4 separate regions of the Mus musculus genome follow, and regions 1, 3 and 4 are each linked to region 2. The links are chromatin contacts, called in public Hi-C and promoter capture Hi-C maps. All regions are on one chromosome and are shown on one strand. Each heading gives the region's core, a stretch centred on a gene start, on an enhancer-like site or on the middle of the called end of the contact. The rest is flanking DNA. Distances are from core to core; before and after follow the strand shown. Region 1 has its middle 120 kb from the start of Gm31636. Region 2 has its middle 19 kb from the start of Gm33795. Region 3 overlaps Myo1b (myosin IB). Region 4 overlaps Stat4 (signal transducer and activator of transcription 4).

What was found. Promoter capture Hi-C pulls out the DNA fragments that hold promoters and counts their contacts. A called contact is a pair of places that touch in the nucleus more often than the background predicts. Capture Hi-C pulls out chosen DNA fragments and counts their contacts.
Region 1: a promoter capture Hi-C map of liver shows a contact between it and region 2. The contact joins two enhancer-like sites. A contact is called at or near these places in 3 of 39 promoter capture datasets (cranial neural crest, embryonic stem cells and liver), 2 of 15 datasets of contacts at CTCF or cohesin (the NIH/3T3 cell line and pro-B cells), 11 of 484 Hi-C or Micro-C datasets (beige adipocytes, bone marrow-derived macrophages, embryonic stem cells and 2 more), 14 of 115 datasets of contacts at active chromatin or transcription factors (embryonic stem cells, expanded potential stem cells, large pre-B cells and 2 more) and 1 of 9 other capture datasets (embryonic stem cells).
Region 3: a promoter capture Hi-C map of adipose tissue shows a contact between it and region 2. The contact joins two enhancer-like sites. A contact is called at or near these places in 9 of 39 promoter capture datasets (cranial neural crest, embryonic stem cells, frontonasal cranial neural crest and 5 more), 1 of 15 datasets of contacts at CTCF or cohesin (large pre-B cells), 28 of 484 Hi-C or Micro-C datasets (the AML12 cell line, the C2C12 cell line, adipose-derived mesenchymal stem cells and 15 more), 6 of 115 datasets of contacts at active chromatin or transcription factors (cardiomyocytes, double positive thymocytes, embryonic stem cells and 3 more) and 4 of 9 other capture datasets (adipose tissue, bone marrow-derived macrophages, liver and 1 more).
Region 4: a contact with region 2 is called in a Hi-C map of CD8 T cells, with 2.9 times the contacts expected there. The contact joins two enhancer-like sites. A contact is called at or near these places in 6 of 39 promoter capture datasets (the C10 cell line, the HPC-7 cell line, embryonic stem cells and 2 more), 1 of 15 datasets of contacts at CTCF or cohesin (large pre-B cells), 57 of 484 Hi-C or Micro-C datasets (3T3-L1-derived adipocytes, B cells, the BV-2 cell line and 38 more) and 2 of 115 datasets of contacts at active chromatin or transcription factors (the HPC-7 cell line and large pre-B cells).

What each region holds. Positions count from the first base shown.
Region 1 is chr1:51,739,647-51,742,346 of GRCm38.p6, forward strand. No RefSeq gene overlaps it. Among named protein-coding and RNA genes, the nearest start is that of Gm31636, 120 kb to the left of the region's middle. Within about 2 kb of position 1,370, at least 13 of the 459 cell types and tissues checked have an H3K27ac peak or open chromatin away from gene starts, as enhancers often do. A contact at or near this core is called in liver, where this site is marked.
Region 2 is chr1:51,933,370-51,936,069 of GRCm38.p6, forward strand. No RefSeq gene overlaps it. Among named protein-coding and RNA genes, the nearest start is that of Gm33795, 19 kb to the left of the region's middle. Within about 2 kb of position 1,357, at least 117 of the 459 cell types and tissues checked have an H3K27ac peak or open chromatin away from gene starts, as enhancers often do. A contact at or near this core is called in CD8 T cells, DN3 thymocytes, adipose tissue and 1 more, where this site is marked.
Region 3 is chr1:51,779,161-51,781,860 of GRCm38.p6, forward strand. It overlaps Myo1b (myosin IB), which reads right to left. Exons shown (of 31, transcript NM_001161817.2): 16 at 401-601. Among named protein-coding and RNA genes, the nearest start is that of Myo1b, 140 kb to the right of the region's middle. Within about 2 kb of position 1,366, at least 16 of the 459 cell types and tissues checked have an H3K27ac peak or open chromatin away from gene starts, as enhancers often do. A contact at or near this core is called in adipose tissue, where this site is marked.
Region 4 is chr1:52,099,427-52,102,126 of GRCm38.p6, forward strand. Stat4 (signal transducer and activator of transcription 4) reads left to right here. Exons shown (of 24, transcript NM_011487.5): 17 at 898-1,033; 18 at 2,426-2,475; 19 at 2,691-2,700. Among named protein-coding and RNA genes, the nearest start is that of Gm31812, 13 kb to the right of the region's middle. Within about 2 kb of position 1,270, at least 45 of the 459 cell types and tissues checked have an H3K27ac peak or open chromatin away from gene starts, as enhancers often do. A contact at or near this core is called in CD8 T cells and DN3 thymocytes, where this site is marked.

The DNA of each region.
Region 1 (2,700 bases), core at 120-2,619, 190 kb before region 2:
CAGAAAAGCTTTTAAAAGATTACCGGGTTCTCATACACACCCCCAGAGTCAATCTGTGTGGCTGACAGGTCCCATGTTTGCTGTGGCAGAAGGCTGGCAATAATACTGCTATAAAATTAGCCACGGAGAGAGAAAAATAATCTACTGTGTAAGGACTATTTAAATGAGGTCTCAGCCTGTAACTTAGGGTAGAATACTTCTTTAACATGAGGCCCTGTCCCTAAGTCAGCAAAAACAACCAAAAGTGTTCCCACTCGAGAGCTTCAGAGTTTTAACTAGAAAATTATAAAGAGATGGGATAGTTTATGTATTTCCATGGGTTTTAGAGGTTGACTGTATGTTTTCTATGATGTCTACTGTCAATGAAAATGGTATTTTTTTTTATTTAGTAGAAATACTTGAATCTATTCTTAACTCAATTTGTCACTTTATGCCCAGTCCCTGTGATAGGAAAATCGAAGAGAAGAATCTTACTAAGGGTATAAACATTTAAAGTTAGCTAAATGCTTGAAAGGACTCACTTTACCACTAGCAATTTTTTTCTTTTTGCCAAAATGTTATAAAATTTTTTTTACAACTTCTGAGAAGGTGGCAAGAGAGGAGGTTGTTGGGGAGGCTGACCCTAGTGAGGAAAGGCCATAGGCCAAGCCCCTACATGAGGTGGATGGGGTGAGGAGATTGGGAGCCCATATTGTCCTGTGTACTTCACTGGAGGGGATGGCAGGGACTGGGGGGATGGAAGCTCATGCAAATACTCGGGGTGCTTTGTGATTTGGGAGGGTCACACTGTCTGAGGTCAGCTTCATAGTTTAGACAAATCATTTTTATTGAGTTCTAAAACACAAACTGGAAGAATCAACATAGGGATGTAGTTGGTCTGTTTATTAATTAGCAACCGTGCGAAGGCATCCAACTGGCTGAGCTTTTGCCTCTCTGCTTCCTCCTCCTCCTCCTCCTCTTTCTCCTTTCCAGCTATGCAGTTGCCCTCAGCCCTGCTTACCTGCTCACACCACATGCTCACTTCCCATCTGCACCATGCCATCAGCTCTTCGATCTCTCACCCATATTCCTGTCAACTTGTCAGAACCGCCTATAGCCACCGAGGCTACTTTGTGGAGAACCTCCAGTGCTTCCTGGCGAGGAAAGGAAGCTTCTAGTTCTTCCCAGGAAGAAGTGATGACCCCTCGAGGGGTCAGCCTCCTGGCCTTTCCTAGTTGAGTTCGGGGTGTGCACACCAATCTGTTACCATGGAGGGTTTTTTTTTTCTATTTCTTAAAATATTCATAACTCGAGTTGTAATATCAGAGGGACAGGATGTGTTGTTTTAGAAAAGGAATTCAAAAGGGCAGCGACATGTTGCAACACAGTTACACAAATATCTCCAGAACATCCTGATTAGATGCAGCTCAGATCTGCCTGTTCCAAAGGTGAAAGGCTATGGAATTCTGGATTCTTTTAATTGTGCAAAACCAACTACACCATTAGAGAAACAGTAATGTGGCTAAAGAATAAAAGGCACACGGCTGTTTAAAAGCATGTCGCTGAGGGCAATCTTATGACAGGGGCTGCTAAGTCAAGAAAAACCTTCCTCTAGCAAGGCAAGCTTCCAGGTTAAATGGGATGAGTTGCCACACCGAGCTTCTTCCAACTCTGATCCCTCAGCTCCAAAAGTGAGCGGAGGAAATGGCTCCCTTACAAACTTGAAGTAAGGCACAGAGGAGACTGTAGACGCCAGTCTTTGTCTTTGGAGGCCCACAGCACCAGCCATGTAGCTTCAAGAACCATTTGTAGCTTAGGGGACGGCCTGCCCACCTGTCTATCCATAAGCTGTCATTCACACCAAGTGCTGAAGGACAGGCTTAACGTACTAAAACGTTTAGCCTTCCACTTCAAACCTTGGTTGCTGAAAAACGTTTGCAAGGGGGTAGCCAGTTTTGTGTAGTAGCCACACCTGGTCATATTAACACTTTTTCCTGTAACATACTTAAGTAAGAGCCTATGAGCACAAGAGAATGTAAATACATGTGCTACATATCAAATGTACCCTCCAGGACATAATACGAATATGTCTTTTGTTTCTTTTCCTTTTATCACATAGCTTCCAATTTCTTTTGTTGTTGTTGTTGTTGTTTTGAGACAGGGTTTCTCTACATAACCCCAGCTGGCACTGGAACTTACTACATAGACCAGGCTGGCCTCAAAACTCACAGAGATCCACTTGCTTCTGCCTTCTAAGTGCTGGGGTTGAAGTCATGAGCAATCATACCTGGCTCCAACTTCTCATTTAGACCAAAATGAACTGACCCCCTGGTCCTCCTGCCTGAACCTCTCAAATGTTGGGAGTGCATGTGTTAACATCAGACTTGGCTGAGTGAAAAGCTTGCCATTTCTCTGAGCAGTATTTGTTCTGTTTGTTATTTTTTCCCAGGTGGAAATGGACTTGTCAGAGCCTCTAGCAATAGAGGCACAAATGTGGTTCTGAAATGGGTGTATATATGCAGATTAATACGATACAAAAATATTGTCTTAGATGAGGTGCCATCTTATTAGCTTAGAGAAAACTTCTGGAAGAGGAAAAGAACAAAAACTGGGGGATCTGGGGAGGGGGAGGAACCTCACTTTTCTTGAAGGCAGATTGTTAGCGATAGCCACGTTTTGAGAAGTTTCTCCATGTTGGTTCAAAGGTGGAGGTTTCCTAAA
Region 2 (2,700 bases), core at 107-2,606:
CAGAGTCCTCCTGAGCAAGTACCCTATGACAACCCATCCCCCTTAGCAACAGCCAGTGAGGCTACAATAGCAGGGTCAAGATAACTCAAGACATCCTGCAGAGAATAAGTAACTTATCCATCCTGGTGGTCCGATGGCTTCGTTCTCATCTTCAGTTCCTACGGAGTACAGCAGAAATGTAGTTTTTAAAATATTAACTTGCTGACCTGTATAGATGCATGCCCCAAGTTTGCTGTATCCGCAATACAAATCCTGAACCCCTAGACTCAGGGCTCTCACTCTGACCCACTATGATGGTGAGAGAGACCTTGCTCACAATAAAGACCGTTACATGGTTTACATTGGAATTGGCTCCTTAGTGGTCTTTGGGTACATGCAACTTGGGCTTAACAGCCTCCTGACAGCAATCATTTAAATCAACTCTCTCAAATCTTGAAAACCTTGGCTGCCTGACTCCTCACCCAGCACTTGCCTTCTGAGAGGGAACCATCTAGACGCGCCACTTAATTACTGATACTCAGGAACTATGTCATAAGTTTGTTGTTTTGAGCTAGGATAATTTATTTTATGTAGTAATGGATAATTCATATATTATGTAATGGTACAATATTATATGTTTGGTACAGTATTATAATTGATTTGATTATGCCATTTCAGACCCTGTAGGCATTTAATCCATGGGACACTGTAGGAATGCTCTTCTGTGAGCAACAGAGGGTTTCTCTCCACCCTTTCCTTGTGCCAAGGTCTTCTTTTAATTTGGGCCATGGCCTTTGACATTGTGTCTGATTCTTAATTCAAAGACTACCAAACATGCTCCTCCCACAAAGAGCGGCCTCCCTTCTAATTGACCAGTGTTGCTCCAGTTACGAGTCATGTCATACCTCTGTGACGTGGCCTAGAGTTGCAGCTCAAGATTTTATAGCCATATTTATACCGCCTGCACAGCATGGAATGAGGCCAGCAGAAGTTGCACCCCATGGCTCTATAATCTGCTCTAGTCACCCAGTTTGGAATAGGACTGATTAGAGGAGCTTCGAGAGATAAGCCATCGAGGCTATGGCCTAGCTCCATGTCCTTGTTCTGTAGGATCCCGTCTCAGTGATGAGTGAGAAGGTTAGTGGCTTGTGCAATACCAGTAGACACACTTGAAAAGTGAGTCCCTCCCTGCCTATGCAGTAACATCAGAGCATGAGGGTCCTAAGTGTAATTTCTGATCCAGCAAGCTAGACGTTTAAAACCTGATGGGTGATGACCACAGTGTCTGGGACTTCCTCTCACTGTGTACCATTCAGAGGGCAGATGCGAAACAGGAACATGAACAATAGATAGAGTGGTCTGCCACTTCCTCTTTCTGCACGTCGGGGAAGTTTCATTCACCAAAACAAAGTTATCACTGCTCTGTAAAGTGACAACTATGTCACTTTACAGCACTGTGTCAATACAGAAAACCAGACAGTCACAGCTCCCTGGCACAGAGGCACCCAGGAAGTGGGAACTGTCTAGTGTTAGAGAATAAAGTGAAGATGACTTACTGAACCACCATCCTCCACTTTTAATTCAACTTTATAAGGCAAAACTGGTAATGGGTTGGAAATAAAGGAGAGAGCACAGTGGTGGGAGAAAGCAGGACTCTATGATCATCACTGCACTACAGAATCCACCCTAAGCTCTGATCTCAAGGCAAACCCTTCACTTTAAATGAGCCTATTATGCTCACAGCAGATGCAGCCAAGAACAGGAAAAGCCAGGTCTGCCCCACTGAGCATTTTTCAACAGAAGGCTTAGGGAATTTGTTTACTATCCTGATAACCTTTACTCCAGACCAATGGCCCTCCTCTGGTTCTGTTTTTAAAACCTGAGTTTGTCAGATGAGGAAGGCTAAGCCAATTAGCCAGCTGAGCTAAGTCAGAGTTTAAGAGGAGTCCCTAGAGAAGGCCCCATCCTGCCTCTCATGTCAAATCTATCCTAACGTGGTGTCTCCAGAGGTAGAACCACAAAGACACTCCATGAGGACATTGGCCCGCCTCTGATTTGGTTTTACATTTTCTCTTTGTGTTGTCTTTGTAAGGTATGATGATTATGATGTTTGAGCCTGTCTTCCCAAATACAGCTCCTAACACATGATTTCAGAGTTCACAGAAAGAAGGGAGAATTGAGAAATGGACACGTGTAATGGGATTAAATGAGACTTGGTTTTGCCGAGTTCCCGGTGGTTCTAAACACAGCCTATATGATCCCAAACAACAAGAGCCATTCTGCAGTTTGCATGATTAGTTAATGAGCACCTACTAAGCACATGGAACTGAGGTAGTGCATGATACTCTAAGAACATTACACTTCTATTTCATGCACAGAGTCTTTCAGCTCCTTCTAAAGCTGAAGACAGAAACAATCTTGTCTTTAACTTCAGCAGAAAGTTCCACACAGAGAATATTTTTCAAAGTATCTTCTCTCCCATGGAAAGGTTCTCTAAGCAGGCACTGCCTATCTTTACGAATAAATTGTTTTTAAAAGTTTACCTCACAGCTCATATGCAAATTCTTATTGGTAGATAAGAGAATAACTAATTGCAGTAGATGAAGAAGTTTTCTTACATGATGCATTTAGATACCGTTATGGGAATCTTTGGGGTGGGAGGGAAATGAGAGAAATTTTATAATTCAAGGATATGGACCTTTCCACACACCCTCTTTTCCT
Region 3 (2,700 bases), core at 116-2,615, 150 kb before region 2:
TTCCTCAAATACAGAGGAAAAGAATTTTTAACTAGGTATTTCCCCCAGTTTCTCTCAAAATTTCAACTGAAGAATTCTTGATTTTTGCTAAATGTTTTGTGCTTTTAAAACCTTACAGTAGGCCTTTCGTCTGGCACAATTTACCAACCCTTTATCTGTATTATTTGATAGAACAGCTTAAGAGCTAAAAATAATAAAATGACATAAAGACACTTTGTAGTGTTCATTAAGACCGCTGGTTTGTTTTCCATCTTCTTGTGTTAACAAGACGTAGCTCACCGTGGTCCAGGCTCAATTGCCAGTGAGCACTGGCTGCTCTCACTAGTCTCCTACAGAAGCTGTGCTCAGCACACCCTCTCCCAGGAGGCACAGGAGCCCTGGGGACAACATCGTGGGGTACCTTGCCAGCATAATGCTGGATTCTGAAGCAGCTGTGGGGCAGGGTTGTGTCGTTGAGAAAGCGGGAACACTTGCTCATCCTGCTCTCAAAGTGCTGGTGGGTGGCACAGACTTGGTTCAGCTTTTCCAGGAAGGTCTCATCTGTAACAGTGCCGGGTCTCAGGCACTCTTCATCCAGCATGGCCAAGATTCCATTTGTGTTCTGGGAGGAAAGAAATAAAGGTGTTTCTCTGCTTCCTTCTTTGCTATGCTGCTCTAATAATTAGTCCTAGTCATAACATCAAACACAACTGACGTAATTACATGTAAGATTCTGTTCAGCTGTAACAGAAAACAGAATCACAAAGGCCCCAGAAGGCAGCTCCTTTCCAGAGTGACCCAGATGTGTTGGGGTTGGAGTATCTGCCCTTTGTGTCTCCGTCCCCAACAGATAGGACCCAGAGTCACCTCACCCTCAGTACAAAGGAAGTTCACACAGTCAGAAAAGTGTGCGTGGCCTCAAATCCAAAACCCAATCGGAGTCAGAAGCCAACATGGTAGAATGGTGTCTACGTCAAGCTACTAATTCTGGCTCCATCTCTTGTCTTCTATTTGCTTCACGGCTTAGGAAATACATTGGTCTCATGGTTCACAGATTCAGAGTAAAGCTGGGTTTCTGGGGGACGGGAGTAGTCTTGTGTTTTAGGATGTTGTTCTCACGATCGTGCAATCAAGTGCGGTTCAAAACCATTTTAGAATAAAACTCTTGTTCAACAGAAAATATCTAACTGAGTATTAAATATGAGTGAAACTTTACTTGTGTGCTCAGACTCTGTGATCATATTTATTTCAAGAAAGGCCAGCCCTAGACTGAACCAGAAATCAGGAATCTTCTACTTTGCTAACAAAGGCAGTGCTCTTCCTGTGACTGTCCCCAAGGCCCCTAAGTTGCAATTCCAGAAACAATCCAAGCCACTGACCCTTAACCCCTCCCACTTCCAGCAAGGCAAAGGCCCTGCCCTCAGGAGGCTATGATCTCCTCTGACCAGCATTTACTCATTCCACACAAAACCCAAGGGAAGAGCAGGCTCTCAAGTATGTTCACTACATCCCCAGAATAGACATTGTTGTTCACTGGTGCTGGAAGGAAGCACTTCCTTTGAGCTCTGGGTTCTTCCATGAACACAAGTTTCTTCAATCATTGGTACAAGGGATTTTCTGTGAGGTAAGTGGGTACATTTACGTGCACTGCATTTCTCTCCTTTAAGAGAAACAATCAAGCGCCTGCTGTTTGTGAGAGAAACGTCTCATCAGGAAAGGAAAACCTCCACAGCAGAGTCCTCAGGTAACAACATTTGCTTGGGAAAAAAAAAAAAAAAAAACTTCAGGAAATGTATGATTTCTGGATTTGAGGCAAGAGCTCGGAATTCTTTATGTAGATTGACAACATTCCCCTCCTAATGCTGGCCAAAGTTTCCAAAACAAAGTTTATTTTCTATCAGTAAGGAGTGATGATTTGGATTATTTACTGCTTTCCATGCTCAACTAAGTCAAAGTTCATGTTTTTGAGAGTATCTTGCATATTGATGGGAAAACACTGGCCAATCATGTAATTTCCACAAGAGCTGATCTGAGCACAGCAAGTTTGTTCAACACTCAGGAGCAAGAGAGTATTCTGGAAACACAGCACACATCTCCTGGCAGGAGAAATAAGCATGCTCACTGTTTGAAAAGACTACATTAAGGTCAGAAGTACAAGCAACCAACCCTACGGCGAGCAAAGGGGTTTCCTGTTTCCACATAAATGTGGCTTCCGACAGGTAACTCACTACAAGAAACTATACCATGGCCCCAAACCAAAAACTTACAATCAAACAGCTTCCTAAAAATTGCCCAGTAATTTTCCCCATTTTTATACTTTTCAAACTCATACACACTCTGAAAAATTCCAGGTTCTTGGCCACATGCACAGCATCCTCTCATACACATTCTCTGAATTAAATCAAGGCCAGAAATGACCTGCTAATCTAGCTCAGGTTTGTCCCTCTTCCCTCTTTCTACCTTAAACTCAATGGTACAGTAGCACTGGACTATAGGCATGAAATGGGCACATTGATATGTTAAACCTCTAAGTGTCTGCTCTGGTCAGCACACACAGTACACAAACGCTGGTGGCCAAGAGGTCCTAAAAGGGCTGTGACAGGGTAACAATATCAGGGCGTCCTGGCTAAGTACCATAATAAAAGCTGTCCATGCCTTCACTCAGAGTGGAGAATGAGTACATAAGATGACCATAAAGTCTTCAAACAGAGTAGTTCCCAT
Region 4 (2,700 bases), core at 20-2,519, 170 kb after region 2:
CACAGACAAAGGCACAGCCCTGTTCATTCCTATCCCCAGATGTCCTGGCATCGAAGACACATCAACTGCAACCAGGAGGGCTCCCTAGTCGTGACATTCCCCTCATGCTGGAGAATCCACTAGATAATTCACTTTAAGGCCAGAGGTGGTTCCTGGCATTAAATGCCACTTCTCTTTAAGAGCTACATGTCTGTACATTCAACTTTAGAGTGTGGCGGGAAAGACTTAGTAGGGTCTTCTGTCCTAGCACAGCACCACACTGTTATCTCTTAGCAACATTCTTCTAGGAACCCGCTAAGGCCACCACATGCCACCATGCTCACCCTCCCAGAGCAACTGGGTTCCCTCTTGAAGATCTAGAGACTGGACTCTTAGTCTCCTTACAAAACCAAGCTAAACGAGTAACTTTGACTTATTAACTCTACCTTCCTCCAAACTCTGAGCTCTTACACCTTAACTAGACCCTGTCCTCACTAGCCATTTCCCAGCCACCTTTCTCAAGGAGACAATGGTGTCCCTAGAAATACTTTTACTTCTCTTCTTCCTGTCTTGTGATCCTTGTTGAATGCAGAGCCCTCTTTCATGGTGAGCCAATTAGCATGCTTACAATTAATATCATTTCAAGGGAGTTTATGTGACCAGCCATTGTTAGTCATGAGATGATTGTTGTTTGGTAGTTTAGAGAAAGTTAGGAGATGTCAAGTGATTTTCTCAGGAAAGATGGATCCCCAAGTTGTATTATATTCAAGGAGCAAAAGTACTCTAATGGGGAGATGAACTTTATGAACAATTTATTATTAACATCACTTGACCCAGAATCTAAATCGGGAATGCGATATAGCGAATGTAGTGTTCCCTGTTAGGTTATGATATATAATCACCATACCTCTATTTCAGAACTTGGTTTTCTTTAATAACCCTCCATCTGTCACTTTGGGCCAACTCCTGGAAGTGATGAGCTGGCAATTTTCATCCTATGTCGGTCGTGGCCTTAATTCAGAGCAGCTCAACATGCTGGCAGAGAAGCTCACAGGTGAGAGCCGGGAGACGGGGTTTCCTCTGGTTTTGGCACTCGAGAGTTTTAAAGCAGTTATGTTACTACTATTAATAATTACGATGCTGTCACACTTTATGGGATGCCTATGTTGTATTGCCAGGCACAGGGCTAAGTGTTGTTTTACTTTCATTTTTCACAATGTTCCTGGGCCCAACAGTGTTCTATTGATTTGAGGACATCAGAGGTCAATGGCTCCACCGCACAGCTAGGAGGCAGCAGAGTCACATTGTGGGCCAGACGGGTGCTTCTCTGAGGCCCCTCTGTTCACCCTCTGGTTTCTAGGTGTTCTCAAGTCACTTCCTCTGAATATGCTGTGAAGCCTTTATGGTAATGTTAACCAACTAGAACACGATGGGCTAAGCACAGGAAATGTGCTAGAAGTTTAAAAACACGAGCAATGACTTGATTCTGCACATTATGGCCGCTTCGGTTTCTTGGTTTTGCAGACATCACCTGTGCTTCATAAGCTTTGCCTATATTTCTTAGCCGTAGCTGGGTTTTGACAAGCTAGTACACCTAACTCCAGCTGAGTCTGTATGCATTTGCAGTTATGGTACCCACGCTTGTTCTGCACAGAAGCTGTGGCTGCCGTCTGGTTTATGTGATGTTGGCTAGCTTCACCTGTTTCTGTGCACCTGTTGGCTCAACAGTGGGTGGTCAAATACAACTGCCCTTTCCAACAATTTAAAATTCTACTTAATATAGGTTTTTTTTTGTCTTGAGTTCATAAATACAGTAGTAAACATTTGTAAAATGTTAATGAGCAACTAACGCAAAAATTATGTTAGCATGTTACCAGAAATAGTATAGATTAGCATAGTGTTCTTAGGATCTTTAGCAAATTATCCACAGGAATGTAGTTTCCTTAAGATTTCAATGTGCTAGATCAAAATAGCTGGTGGCTGCATATTGCCTACATGATTTCTAGTCCATTTTTCCACTTAAATCTAGCTATACCTAATTACATGATTTTGTTGTGTGATGTCTGGTTGCCGTCCTTGGGCCGCTCTTACCATCTCCAGCAGCATGTTATCCCACAGCGCCTTGGCCTCACTCTGCTTCCTCCCTGGAGGAGCTTCTGTTCTCCCTCTGCCCGAATGCCCAGTGCCGACCATCCATGGTGCTCCCTAAGCTCATTGTTGGCTCCTCCATCAGAAAAGCTTCCTATTAGATACTGACCTTCTTAGGCACAGCATGGCACATTAGACCTTAGGAAGCACTCACACACTGTGCCTCCATTGGAAGGCCAAAGAAATGCTTGCAAGAGAAGAGTGGGGAGAGATTAAATCGAGCACAGAATGAACGATTTCGGTGTTGCGTTAAAATTCTTGTTTCATTTAGTTTTGTTTCTTTTTCCTTTCATTTTAGTTCAGTCTAACTACAATGATGGTCACCTCACCTGGGCCAAGTTCTGCAAGGTACAAACAGGGCAATGGGGGTGTCGATTAGGATGTTAGAAAGCTGATTTCTAAAGATCCAGTGGTTTGGAAGATTTCCTGGATGAGGATAACTTAAAAAAAAAAAAAAAGTCCTGCCCTGCTCAAAGGGAACATTTGTAAAAGTTGGAGTGGGTTCCGTTAGGGATGCTGCCTCGTCACTGTCCTTGCTCATGTGTGCTCCTTCTTACTCATAGGAACATTTGC